2 separate regions of the Mus musculus genome follow, and region 2 is linked to region 1. A link is a contact called in public promoter capture Hi-C data. All regions are on one chromosome and are shown on one strand. The core of a region is the stretch at or near the end of the contact, and the rest is flanking DNA. Distances in the headings are between cores, read along the strand shown.

What was found. Promoter capture Hi-C pulls out the DNA fragments that hold promoters and counts their contacts.
Region 2: a contact with region 1 is called in a promoter capture Hi-C map of liver. The contact joins the promoter of Pmis2 here to the promoter of Arhgap33os in region 1. A contact is called at or near these places in 5 of 39 promoter capture datasets (the C10 cell line, cranial neural crest, embryonic stem cells and 2 more) and 2 of 9 other capture datasets (adipose tissue and liver).

Annotation. Positions count from the first base shown.
Region 1 is chr7:30,511,247-30,518,305 of GRCm38.p6, forward strand. Arhgap33os (Rho GTPase activating protein 33, opposite strand) reads left to right here and starts at 3,876. Exons shown (of 12, transcript NR_036630.1): 1 at 3,876-3,955. Prodh2 (proline dehydrogenase (oxidase) 2) reads left to right here. Exons shown (of 10, transcript NM_019546.5): 10 at 1,564-2,156. The coding sequence ends at 1,736.
Region 2 is chr7:30,670,281-30,677,577 of GRCm38.p6, forward strand. It overlaps Pmis2 (PMIS2 transmembrane protein), which reads right to left and starts at 1,325. Exons shown (of 2, transcript NR_027849.1): 1 at 1,220-1,325; 2 at 442-900.

The sequences.
Region 1 (7,059 bases), core at 2,626-5,125:
ATTTCCATCCACCGCCACCTTTCACCCCTATTCCCTCTCAGCAGATCCCTCCTCTTCCCACTCTCACATGGAACCTGCAACGGGCTCCACTTCCTTCCAGAATGATCTCCCAGACTGTTCCAATATTTGAGGCCCTTGCTGGGCTGTGCCCTGCGTCTTCTCTCCTGATCTGTGCTGGTTCTTGTTTATGGTGCCATACTGCCTGCGTTATTTAGGGTCTGACTGCAGTCCCTAGTGTCTCATGCCCAATTTCTCTCCATCTGTGGGGTATTAAGGATGGCCAAAGTTCTTTATTACTGGGAAGATGGCTCAATGGGTAAAGTGCCTACTGTGTGGCCCTGAAGACCTTAGTTCAGATCTCCTGAACCCATGCAAAAGCCAGACAGTAGTACAAATGTCAGTCAACCTAGAACAACTATGGGGATGGGCGGCAGAGACAGGAGACCCTCCAGAAGCTTGTAACCCAACTAGTCTAGATTTATTCAGAGCAAAGAGTCCCTTCTCACACAAGGTAAAAAGGAGAGGATCAAACCCCAAACCTGTCCTTTGACCTACGCACACACATACACACACACACCACAACACAGAGATGTGTTTTCAAAGACCATTTTGCTCTCAATCTACATGTGTAGGTGTTTTTGTTATTTGTTTGCTTTTTCTAAATTCTATGTTCACTGTAGCTATCTTCAGATAGCTGAAGAGTGCATTGAATCCCATTACAGATGGTTGTGAACCACCACATGGTTGCTGGGAAATGAACTCAGGACCTCTGGAAGAGCAGTCAGTGCTCTTAACCACTGAGCCACCTCTCCAGCCCTTTGTTTTTGTTTTATTTTTGAGACAGGGATCTGTAATGTAACCCTGCCTGGCCTGAATATCCACATTGACTGAGTTGGTCTCAAACTCACAGAAACACTTCTGTGTTACTCCTGGGGGCTGGGATTAAAGGCATGTCCCACAACACAACCAAGGTTTCTTGAACTTCTTGCTCTCTGTGTAGTATCTTAATCAACTGAGGTTGTTTGGTTTTTTTTTTTTTAATTTTATTTACTTATTATATGTAAGTACACTGTAGCTGTCTTCAGATACTCCAGAAGATGGCATCAGATTTCGTTACGAATGGTTGTGAGCCACCATGCGGTTGCTGGGATTTGAACTCAGGACCTTTGGAAGAGCAGTCGGCGCTCTTAACCACTGAGCCATCTCACCAGCCCCCAACTGAGGTGTGGTGGTGCAAACCTTTAATCCTAGCACTCAAGAGGCTGAGGCAGAAGGATTTAGATTGGAGTCTAACCTGGACTACTTAATAAAAGCCAATCTCATAACAAGCAGGAAGAAAGGAAGGATGGAAGGAAGGAAGGACGGAAGGATGGGAGGGGGAGGGATAGAAGGAGAAAAAGACAATTATCACTTTTAGGTGTGTGCTGGGGAGTGTTTTAGTGATGGATTGTGTCTAACGCACTTCGTGTGCCATGCACACTAAGCAAGGGAAGTCGCTATTGCTGCTGATACCCAGGAACGCCTCTCTCTGAGCCCCACACTCTGCCAATGCTATCCCAACAGGGCAGGCTGGATATATGGTGTACAAGTCTATTCCCTATGGCTGCCTGGAGGAGGTGATTCCCTACCTGATCCGAAGAGCCCAGGAGAACAGGAGTGTGCTGCAGGGTGCCCGCAGGGAGCAGGCACTACTCAGCCAGGAACTGTGGCGGAGACTGCTGGGAAGGACGGCCTAAGATGTCTCCATCAGCACCATCAGGGGCCATGTGCTCAATAAAGGTCCCGAGTCCTGGCCCTGTCTGTACTTCTCAGAAGCTGCCTCCTTGGGGAAAGGGCTGACCCTGGTGTCTGCTCGGACAGGTGGGGCATGCCTGAGACTCAAGAGATCTTTAGTCCTGTGTGGTGGCACACTCCTGTTATCCTAGCACTTGGGAGGCTGAGACAGGAGGGCCATGTGTTCCAAGCCAGCCTGGACTACAGAGTGAGAAGAAGGAAGAGGAGGAGTGGGAGAGGGGAGGGGAGGAGAAGTGCTAGCCTAGGGTGGTAGTGACTTGGTAACCGAAGGGTAATTAATCCTTCAATGTGCTTAGCCAGGGATCTAGTCAAGAATTCTTTCCCTCTCAGAGGATTTGTAATAAACAACACAGGTGAATAGCAGACACTGATGGCCTACGACAAATGACTGCTCAGAAGGGGTGGGTCATTCCTTCAGTTAATAAGCACCGATGAGCAGGCTGAGGAGATGTTTTGGTCAGTGACATGCCTGGTGCACAAACTTGAGGACCTGGATTTACTCTCCAGCACCCACATAAAACTCCAAGCATGGGGATACAGGCTGAGACACAGATACTGGTTGGCCAGCCTTGCCCAGTTGGTGAGCCACAGGTTTCCAGTGAGAGATGCTGTCTCAAACAGATGTGGCACTCGGAAGCACAGGCAAGAGGATTCCAGGTTCTAGGCTAGCCTGGACTACATAGTGAGACTCTATCTCAAACAACAGCAACAAAACCCAAGAGCTGAGGACATAGATCACTGGCAGAACACTTGCCTAGAGTCATCCCGTGAGAAGCTGGGGCACAGCTCGATGGTAGAGTATGTGCTTAACATGCACAAAAAGTCTCTCTCCAGCACTGCAAATGATAATAAAAGCCACAAAGATGGAAAGGAGTTCCATGGTGGTGGCACATGCCTTCATCACAGCACTTGGGATGGGAAAGCAGGCGGATTTCTGAGTTCAAGACCAGCCTCGTCTACAGGGCAAGTTCCAGGACAGCCAGGGTTACATAGAGAAAACCTGCCTCAAAAAACAACAACAAAAAAACAAACAAACAAACCAGGGGCTGGAGAGATGGCTTAGTGGTTAAAAGCACTGGCTGCTCTTCCAGAGGTCCTGAGTTCAATTCCCAGCAACCACATGGTGGCTCACCACCATCTGTAACGGGACCTGGTGCCCTCTTCTAGCCTGCAGATGATTCATCAGAGAATTCATATATTAAATAAATTAAAAAAAAAAAAACCACCACCAAACAACCTAAAAAAATCCCATAGAGAAATGGTTCAGATTAAGGAGTGAGGAGCTACGGATAAAGGGAAGTACAGGGCCTTTAGACTTGCTCTGTGCTCCAGAGGCAACAAGGAATCATGGGAGTTACAGGCAGAGGGGACATGGCAACAGGTTCTCTATCATGTGGACGGTGAGCCAAATTAAAGGCAGCCATACCAGCATAGCTTGTTTCAGTTTCAAACAGTGGCAAATACTATGAACAAGTTAGGGGAAACTTCTTGATGCATATTGTTAAGTAACAAGGCGAGACAACCATCTAAAACTGAATGGAGCCAGCCTCGACAGTCCAGGTGATGTCTAAAGGGAGACGTTCTGAAGGGCCTTCAGGTATGGGGCTCAGGGAAGAGCCTGGAAGTAGTCATGGTGAACACGGGACGACAGTTAGAGATGCGGAACCGCGGTTAAGAGGGTCCAGGATGGCATGGCTGGGAGTTGGGAGAGATGGCTGAACGGTTAGGAGCACGGGCTGCCCACCCACCCCAGTGTCTTGATTCTTAGCACCCACAGGGTAGATCACACGCCCCTTTAACTCCAGTTCCTCTCTTTTGTCTATCGTGGACTTTAGGAGCCCGTGTGCTGCGCTTACATACATACAAGCAAAATATTCATACACATAATTAATATAAATAATAAATAAAAACTAAGAGATTCTGGCTGGCCTGAAGTTCTGGAGCACACAAGGAGGAAGGAGAGTCAACTGAAACCCTTGGGTCAACATCTCTGAACCTTCGCTATGAGATGGTGGGGTCGGGTTGGGGGAATGCTTCTTAGGGCAGGCTACTGCGCAAGTGCGAGGTAGCAGGAAGCCGCCGGCATATCTGCATCTAGAATTCCAGCACAGACAGCCGTGGCTGGATCACGGTTACGTGACAGTCACACTAGCGCCCAACGGTAGGTACCTGGCTGGGCCAGAGTCCAGGCCCAGAACTATTTGGAGCTTTCAGGACCCACGGCTCTTCACCACACCCACCTCATCTCCATACTCCACCTCCAGCCCCAGCCCTGCCCTCTTTCACTCAGACCCCACGTCTGTGTTGGAAACACCTAAGATGTTCCCAGCCCGCAGACCCCACCAGCCTTCCGGGCCTCCTAGCCTTTTGATACTTCAGAGCCTTACCCGGGCTCAGATTCTGCCCAAAGCCCTTAAATTTTCCTTGAAATGCCCGCCCTTGCCCTAAACCTCCCACTTATCACTTCTGATCCCTCGGGCTCCTGGTCTAATGGTGTGCAGCTCCCTGGCCCGGCCTACCAGACGGTAGATTTCCCATCAGAAATCTCCCAAATTCCCTTCTCAAGTAGACTGCTCCTTAGCTAGCCCTATTGTCCTTTATCCCCGCCCTCCCCTCAGGAGTGTACCCCATTCCAGGAGCTGACAGGCTCTAAGCGGGCTGCAGATGCATTCACAGGCTCCCCGCTTCCCTGTGGAGCTGGGCTCCGTGAGGGATCCAAACGCCCAGGTGGGGCGTCTGCATCGCCTAGCTATGGCCAGAGGCCCATGCTGGGGCCTAGCCAGGCTTCTGCGCAGAGGTGAGCTTCCACTGCCGGTGTGGTGTGGGGAAAGAACCAACCACGGAGGGACAACTTCAATTGAGCCGGTCCAGAACTGGGTGCCAGGGTCCTTATGCTGTTGCTTGCCAAGATCTACGGTCAGAGATGGGCTATCAGGGTGAAGCTGGCCTCGCGATCGTTGGGAACAAAATGTAGTTGGTGGGGAGGGGTTGTGCTGCGTGTGATAGGAGTCTCACAGTGTAAACCATTCTGCAGAAAACTGGGGGAAGGGATCCTTGGAAGCTGGGATGGCCTGGGCCAAGGCCCTAAAGTCCAAGCTGGGCATGTGTGTGACTAGCCAGATGTGGGGAGAGGAGAGTAAAAAGGTATTGAACCCAGACAATAAGAATCTGAGAAGGCTGGGCAGTAGTGGCTCACACCTTTAATCCCAGCACTTGGGTGGCAGAGGCAGGTGGATTTCCGAGTTTGAGGCCAGCCAGGTCTACAGAATGAGTTCCAGGACAGCCAGGACTACACAGAGAAACCCTGTCTCAAAAAAAAAAGCCTGAGAAGATGAGGGAATGGTGTTGGATTTTGTTGGGTGTTGGTTGGGAAAATCCCATTGAGACAAACATTCAACAATTTCACAAGTTTCTCTGATTTCTGTTATGTATCTGGCCACTGTCGGAACTTGCTTAGTAGCTGTGATTTTTTTTTTTTTTTTTTTTTTGCTGGGTTTTAATATTTTTGTTAGTTGAAAAGGGAGAAAACAGGGCACACGTGCCATTCTATTCCTCAGAAAGCTGCGGCTGGGGGAAAAAGACTGTGGGAGAAGCCTATGCTAATGACATAGCCTGTGCTAATGACATAGCCTGTGCTAATGAAACCCTGCCTCCAAAAAAAAAAAAAAGTATTTTTTCTTAAAGTATAAGACTAAACTCCCAAACCACGGTTGCCATTTGACACAGATATAGATATATATCTATAAAGAATTAAGTCTCTTGGGTGGTGGTGGCTCATACCTTCAATCCCAGCACTTGGGAGGCAAAGGCAGGACGAACTCTGTGAGTTCGAGGCCAGCCTAGTCTAAGAGTGAGTTCCAGGACAGCCAGAACTACATAGAAATCCTGTCTTGAAAACAAACAAATAACAAAGAATTAAATCTGTTTGTGCACTGAGTATCATGTTTGCTATTTGGGGTTTATAAGTGTAATCATAATTAGCAATTCCCGGCTAAGTCGTCTGAGTTTTTTCTCCCTAAGAGGATGGAATCGTACACAGGTGTTACACTTCATTGCCTTCCCTTTTTCTGTATCATCAAAGCTAAAGTGTGATTTTTTTTTCTTCCCACTGGTGCTAGAGCTAGAGATAGAACCCAGTGCTTTATCCATGCCAGGCAAGCACTCTGCCACTGAGCCACGCCCTCAGCCCCTCACTGGGAGATTCTAGGCAGGGGCTCTGTCACTGAGCTATGCCCCCAGCTCCTCACTGGGAGATTCTAGGCAGGGGCTCTCCCACTGAGCCACGCCCCCAGCCCCTCACTGGGGGATTCTAGGCAGGTGCTCTACCACTGAGCCACGCCCCCAGCCCCTCACTGAGGGATTCTAGGCAGGTGCTCTACCACTGAGCCACACCCCCAGCCCCTCACTGAGGGATTCTAGGCAGGGGCTCTACCACTGAGCCACGCCCCCAGCTCCTCACTGGGGGATTCTAGGCAGGGGCTCTGCCACTGAGCAGTCCAGGACATATTAATTTTGTCCTTTAATCCGTGAAAGTTGATTACACTGATAGGTTTTCTTAGGGTGAATGGTGCCTGCTTTCTGGGAAGAAGTCAGGTTTATACCTGTGTGTTCATAAATGGAATTCACGTACAGTTTTACTTTCTGGTTCTGGAAACTCATCCACGCTGGCCTCGTAAAACAAGCCTCACCCTGTTGGTGTATTTTCATTTTGGAACAACTTGTTTGGGATGATGGAGTTTTGGCAATGGTTTGTGTTTTAGGAAGATCCCTTTGGGGCACAGGTTGAGAGTGGAAAGCCAGTTGTCACTGCAGAAGATGGCAGAGGCCTACAAGTAAATAAGAGGCTGCGGATGTGCTGCTCAGAGATTCCAGCAGGGCCACCTCTGGTCTGGGGAGGAGACAGGCACCCCACCTTGTTCTAGCTCTGTGGAGCTTCTAGTGCACTGTGTTGAGGCGCTATTTCCTGAACCTAAAATCAAGGCATAGGTGTGCTACGTTTGAGGTCGCGGCTAGGACAGAACCAGAGGCGATGGTGGGATGGATGAAGAAAGGGGCGGGGATGAAGACAGACAGCAGAGGCTGGACTTGACCAGAGTGTTTGCCTAAGGCCTGGGGGTGTAATAGAGTGCGTGTTTTCAATGCTCAGTGTCCGGGTTGGGGCCTTAACACTCGCATGTAAATCCCAGCTCTCCGAGATGAGAGAAGCACAAGTTCACGGTCATCTTTGGGTGCATATTGAGCTCCAGGAGAGCCTGACAGACATGA
Region 2 (7,297 bases), core at 75-2,574, 160 kb after region 1:
AAAACTCATAAATCCATCCTGCCTCTGCCTCCTGAGTGCTGAGATTAAAGTCATGTGACAGCACACGTGGCCAAGGTTTCTGGTTTTTTGCTTTTTGTTTTTTTCCTGCTCTGAGACACCAAAAGCCCAGCACCTCAGCTTGAGAGGGAAGTCATGTAGAGTAAACACACATTCAGATTCCTAAACACACTCCCATCTTATTATGAATTATTATGTATACTTTACAACAAAAACAGGTTCAGGAAATCAAAGACGTGCAATTTTAAAAAATATGTGTGTGTGTTTGTAAGTGTCTCTGCTTCCCAAATTCTGGGATTATAAATGTGTGCCACAGAGCCTGGCACCATTATTGCAGTCTGACTTTCACAGGGTCTAAGCCAACATAGCTCCAGTGAAACTATTATTGATCCAGAGAAACATCTACACCCAGACACAGGCAAAGCCGGGATATTCCCTTCAATTTTATTGGGCTCAGAAATGTGATTTTTTTTTTTTTCATGAAAGAGCAGCTCAGTGGCTTATGCAGATTTAGAACTTGAGATGTGGACTTCCAAGATGCTTTTAGACAGCCGTGGAAGACAAATGAGAATGAACTGGTGGAGTGTAGTCAGGTGGCCTGCCTGGGGCCGTTTTTTGGATGTTGAGTTTTTTGGTTGGTGGGTTTCTTGGCAAGGGCATTTCTGAAGCTCTGAGTTTCTTCTTGATGGCTGGTCAAAGTCTAAGTGAGCATGTCTGTTGGGGGAGGAGCCCGTAGATGCTGATGTGTAGCTTTCATAGGACTAGGACAAGTATATAAATGATGCCTACAAAGGCTACTATGGCCAACATATTAAACCACATAGTTCGAGATGAGTTCCGGTAGGCGTCTTCCCAGTTGCTGCATTTATTGGCTTCGTTGGTCTGTAAGGGTAGGAGCATGAGTATGGGTTTCTGAGACAAGAAGCTCTTGGAAGGAGGGTTGGAGCCCTATAGCCACTGTGGGAAGAGCCCGACCCAAGACCTAGGACACAAACAGTTGCAGGTGGCAAGCAGAGGATAGGATGAGCAGTGGAGGCGGGCGGGGGGTGGGGCGGGGATACTTTTACCTGGATGCTGAAGTATATGGCTAATATCCCAAAGGGTAGGAAAAGAATCATCGCCAAGAGAGCCAGCATGACATAATTCCGAGCGTAAAATTTCAGTTCATCTGGAGTCTGTGGACGGTCTAGTGGCTTCCTACCTGGGGCTCCTTGTTCGTCTGTATCCATGATCTTTTCACTCAATGACAGATCCTGGTGTCTTGAAAATAGAGACCCAGATCCACCGAACTTCCCCGGGCCCTACCCAGAATCCTAAGAGCTGCGCAGTCAAAGGACATTCTTCACAATGGCTGTAAGGACATCTCCAGTCCTGATTGGCTACTCTCAAGAGGTGGGCGTGGTCGCGCTGTTTTTAGACAGTTGGTGCCAAGGAAGTGTGGTGCTGTGACAACTTTGTTCTTGTACCCTCACAGGGATTGATTGTGGGAAAGTCTGCCTCTTGCCTCTTTCTTCTGCCGAGTACCAAGGGATAGGAGAAGGAAGGCCTCAGAAGAGTAGGTAGATAAACCTGTGAGAAAGCTAGATTTAGCCAGGCATTGTGGCGACCATCTTTAATCACAGCACTTGAGAGACTGAGGCAGATCTCCCAATCTCTGTAAATGCAGTGCCAACTTGGTCTACACAGCCAGTTCTGGGACTACATAGTGATGCCCTGTCTCAAAATAATGCCTGCCAGGTCTCAATAGCAAAATCTTACCTGTAGAAAGAAAGATAAGTGGTAGATAGATAGATAGATAGATAGATAGATAGATAGATAGATAGATAGATAGATAGACAGATAGATAGATTGATAGATAGATAGAACCGAGTGAGCTGTGGCCACTTATAATCCCAGCATTTGAGAAAGGATTTCATATAGCCCAGGCTGGCCTGGAATTCACTTGACAGCCAAGAATGAGTTTGATCTCTTGACCCTCTCTTTTCTGCCTTCTGAAGTATAAGGATTGCAGACATACTCCCTATATATCTGGAAGAAAAATTGTATGTATGTATGTATGTATATATGTATGTATGTATGTAAGAACTGCCTTAAAGTGGAATGCCACTTAAATGTAGATATAGCTCAATGGTTTTAGTCCCCCAGAACTGTTTATAAAAATACAAATGGCATAGGAAGTCATCAGGGTGTACTCTTCAGATTGCCCCAGGTTCCTGCTGCCTCACTGCTACGCACACTCCAGTGAAGTTTGCTTGGCAGGCCGAGAAGCCTGGGAGCACTCATGAGGCAAAGAGTTTCAAGGAAACTCACCTCCTGGAACTTTGGCGTTCTCATAATCCGTATATTCATACCCTATCCCCGCGTTAGTGTGGTGTATGGATCCACGTGCTCTCTTTTACTATTGTCTTATTATAAGTGCCTTTAAAGATTGAATTCTGACATAGCTAAGCCTTCGCCAGTGTTCCAATGTCCCAGAAAGACCTTAAAGCCGACAAACTGGGAATTCAGTAGGAATCCAGTGAGGTTACCTATTCAGTAACATTCAGATTTACTTCTAGTAGAGACAGTGAAACTAATTAGGCATTACAAAGAACCTAGCCATAATAGCTCAGGGCTGGTCTGCAGAGTGTTTACTTGAGGCAGTAGCCAGTCTCACCCAAACACAATGGCCTAGCTAATCCGTGGGTTTACCATGTAAAAGTTAGGGAATCCCACTGAGACAGGGATCTTCACTACAGCCAGGTATAGCAGGCTACAATGCATATTAGAAGTAAGTTGGTGAATTCTTCTGACAAATGGAGATTCTCCACAGATACTTAAAAGTTACACTCATACAGGAATTTATCAGGGCCTAGGAAATGGGGGGGGGGGGTTGTGGTATTGCATTGTTCATGAGAAGGTCTGCTAGAGCAGAACCCCCTGGTGCTAGCTTTCACAAGGCTCAAAGAGGTAGCAATAATTGTGACTAGGGTGTGAAATCTTTACCTGTCACTAAGCTGACCCTAGGCAGGACTGCTTTATCTTTACTGTGAACATTTACCTGGTTCCTGTAAGTCCTTTTGAAGTCATTCCTTTGTTTTGTGTCAGGCAACTTCAATGTACTTTGCCTGCTGTGACTTTCTACCCCCTTTATTTTCTGTATTATATAAGACTGGTACTCACTTTGTGACAATACATTCAGATTCTACACAATCTCCTGTGTGCATCTGTCTGTCATTCGCCGACTCCTTGCCCATCTGCACCCAGAGACCCGTTCAACGCAGACAAGGGGCCCAAGAGGGTCTGCGGCACCTCACGAATATACTTCTTGCTAGTTATTCAGTCAGTTACTGAAACTATGAAGGAACTCTGCAGATGCCATTGAGATTGCCAGTCAGAGCCGGGTGGTGGTGGTGGTGCACACCTTTAATCCCAGCACTTGGGAGGCAGAGGCAGGCAGATTTCTGAGTTCCAGGCCAGTCTGGTCTACAGAGTGAGTTCCAGGACAGCCAGGGCTACATAGAGAAACCCTGTCTTTGGGGGGGGGGGGGATCACCAGTTAGTTGACCTTGTGTTGGAAAGAATATGGTTGTGAGGCTAAAATAATAAAGTGAGTTCTTAAAGGACCTTGGTCTTATTGACCAAAGAGACTTGTGGACTGGATGCAAAAGAAAGCTGCTTGTTTAGGACTTGAAGCTATAAGGAGTTACATAGTAAGGGATACAAACCTTTAGCTAGCCATCAGGAACAGCAGGCTTCTGAAATCAGCCATGACCATATTCATTTGGAAGACGGCCTGAATGTTGAATGAGAATTTAGCAGAGGGAACACCTTATTTTAACCATAGGAGATCCTGACCGGAAAGCTGGCACATAGACCTGCAAGTCGGTAAGTAAGCTTATGGAGATTGTTGTGCTCTGGTGGAAAATGAATCATATTTTTCAAGCAACGTGGTAATTAGCGATTCATGTGATAACCATCAGTGGACACTCATATAATACCACTGGGGTTCAGCTGAGTAGGGCACACGTGTACACACATGTACACACATGCATGCAGAGGCTCATCTTTTTCAGGCAAGCACTCTAGCACTGAGCTATATCTGTAGCCCTTTATTTTTTCTTTTTTTATTAGATATTTTCTTTCTTTACATTTCAAATGTTATCCCCTTTCCTAGTTCCCCCTCTAAAAATCCCCTATCCCCTTCCCCCTGCTCTCCAACCCACCCACTTCCATCTGTAGTCCTTTAAACAAGCATTTTTAATTTTTGAGATGGGTTCTCACTATGTAGCCCTGGGTGGCCTGAAACTTGCTATGTAGACCCAGCTGGCCTGCCTCTATCTCTTGAGTGTTGGGATTAAAGATTTGGGCCATCATGGATCGCTTAAAAGATTTAGTGTGTGTGTCTGTCTGTGTGTGTGTGTGTGTGTGTGTGTGTGTGTGTTTGTGAAGGTGTCCACAAAAGCCAGAAGGGGGCATTGGATTCCCTAGATCTGGAGTTACAGACAGTTGTGAGTCACTTGGTATATAGGTGCTGGGGAATTGAACTTGAGTCCTTTGCAAGAGTAACAAATGTTCCTGACTGCTGGGCTATCTCTGCAGCCCCCTTAAAATCTGAGGCATGGTCTCCATAAGTTGCCTAGGCATGCCTTGAACTTTCAATTCTCCTGCCTCAGCCTCCCAAATATCTGGGAGTACAGGCCTGCCTACACATCAGGCCCAGCTATAACTGTATTGCATTACAGACAAGCACCTTTAAAACCCTTTAATAATAACAGCAGCGAGCCACAGTTCTGAAGTCAGCAAATTCTTCATGGAATGATTTGGTTCAAAGTGGGAAGCAGAGGAGATGACCGCTGGTGCTCAGCTCACTTTCTCCTCTTCTCTTTTTATCGGCCCAAGACCTCAGCCAAGGGCTGGTGTCCCCCATATTTAGAGTGGCTCGTCTCTACTCCATGGAATCGCCTTCAAGAACTGTATTCCCTAGGTGATTCCAACTTCAGTCAAGGGGCTGTGGAGGTGGCTCAGGTAATAATGACTTTGCTCCACAAACATGAAGACCTGAGTTCAGGTCCCAAGCACCCAAGTAAACACTGACTGGGGTAGTGGCCTGTTTTTGCTCCCAGTACATAGCTGGTAGAGATAGGTGTTCTCCAGAGCAAGCTAGCTAGCCAGATAAGCCAAACTGGCAATCTCTGGGTTCTTGTGAGAGATCTTGCCTCAATATGTAAGGCATAGAGAGACTGAAGAAACATTTAATGTCATCCTCTGTCACATATATACACACATCACATACACACCCTCTGGCACACATATGTGCACCCAAACACGTATGAACATGCATGCCTGCATAGGGATTAACCATCACAACTAGTATAAGAAATAAATCATTACAGTCCATTTTCAGAATGAGGTGCATTTGGAGTTTATCAGAGAATCACGGTTAAGCAGGAGGCGCCAGACCCTTGTCCTCTCAATCAGGCAGCTGATACCTACTTGTCTAGAAATTCCCAGTTCATTCTAGGGTTTAAAAGTTACAGGCAGTCTGCTATTCAACTGAGCCCTTGTTTCAGAAAAGGTGGGACTCTCTAGACTGCAGGACACATTAGGGAAGGCCTTGCACTCAGAACCGGTGCCATCTGGAGAGGGGGCAATCCCAGACACTAGAAAGATCGTATCTCCCAGAGAAATCAGCCATGAGGACCTCAGGGGACGAGGCAATGCAACAGGAATAGAAAAAGCACTCGTTTGCACCAAACGGGTTTGTCAGCTGTCTTTGCCTTTTCTGTAGGCTGATGCTCGATGTCTTAAATCAGAAAATAAACTGCCCCACTCTTGGTCCTCAGAGTCTCCAATACTCTTCTTATGAAGTGAGAACCACTGTTTCTCACACCTCAGGCTTTGGCTGAAGGACTACTTGGCTTAGAAGAAAGAGGCTGCGTATAGAAATTATCTCATTTTGAAGTATCACAACAGGTGTGAATAGCCTCCTGGCTGTGGTTCCAGTTGGCTTTCCTGACTAATCTACTGGGAGGAGGGGAAGGAAAAGTTTGTGGCTTCTTCGAATGAGTAGAATGGACCAGTCTGGGTCTCCATGAAGATTTCAGAGCCAGGATACTATCTATCAGTTGGGTTCAATTTTGGGAGAACTGGATGCAGGGGTGGGAAGGGCTGGACCCAGTGGAGGTTAGGGACCAAGCACTAGAAATAGTGCCTAATCTTTTTTGTTGTTCTACTATGTAGCTATTGATGACCTGGAATTCACTGTGTTTGAGGACCAGGTTGTCCTCAAACTCACAGAAATCCTCCTGCCTCTGCCTCCCAAGTGCTGGGATTAAAGGTGTACACCACTACATCAGGCTATTATTGATCATTTTCCTATTCGTACTCTATTTTTTTTATTTATTTCTTCTTGCCTTTCTTTTCCTGCATACTTAACTTGGTTTGAATGAGAGTATTTCCTGCAGGCTCATGTATTTGAACACCTGGTCTGTAGGTGGCTGTGCTGTTCGGTTGTAGAACTTTTAAGAGGCACAGCCTTGCTAGAGGAAGTATGTCACTCGGGGACAGGCGTTAAGGGTTTATTTATAGCTTCACGCCACTCCTCCCCACTGCTTCTGGTTCCTGTATGCAGATAAAATGTGATCCATCGGCCAGCTTCTCCTCCTGTGTCCATGTGATGTCTCCCCTAGCATGAGGGATTCCTCTAGAATAGTGTGTTGGTTTGAATATGCTTGCCCCATAGGAAGTGGCACTGTTAGGAGGTGTGTGGCCTTATTAGAAGAGGTATAGCCTTGTTAGAGGAAGTGTGTTACTGGAGGCAGGACTTTGAGATCTAATATATATGCTCAAGTCTTCTGGCCAGTGTGATCCAGACCCTCCTCCTGGCTACCTTCCACTCAAGATGTAGAACTCTCGGCTCCTGCAGCACCAAGTCTACCTACACGATGTCATGCTTCCCACCACGATGATAATGGACGTTAGTTTTTGCTTCACTGCTTTGTGCTCCTAGTGGATTGCACGCACGTACCCACCTAATGTGTTGGCCACTTCAAAGGCTGGGCACTCCTAAACCTTCATCTGCTACCCCAGGCCCAATCCCCAATCGGGTAAGTGGTCAGCGGCCACTTACATGAAAACTCACATGGCTGGTTGGCTTTCTCTCCTGCTGCCACTTTGTCCCATCCTTCTTCTCAGAGTCATGGCAATCCTGCCTTTCCTCTTTTTGTCCTGGCCCATGCAATTCCAAAGGTCCCGACGCCTGCACAGGCATCTTTATTGATCGGTAAAGCTGCACAAA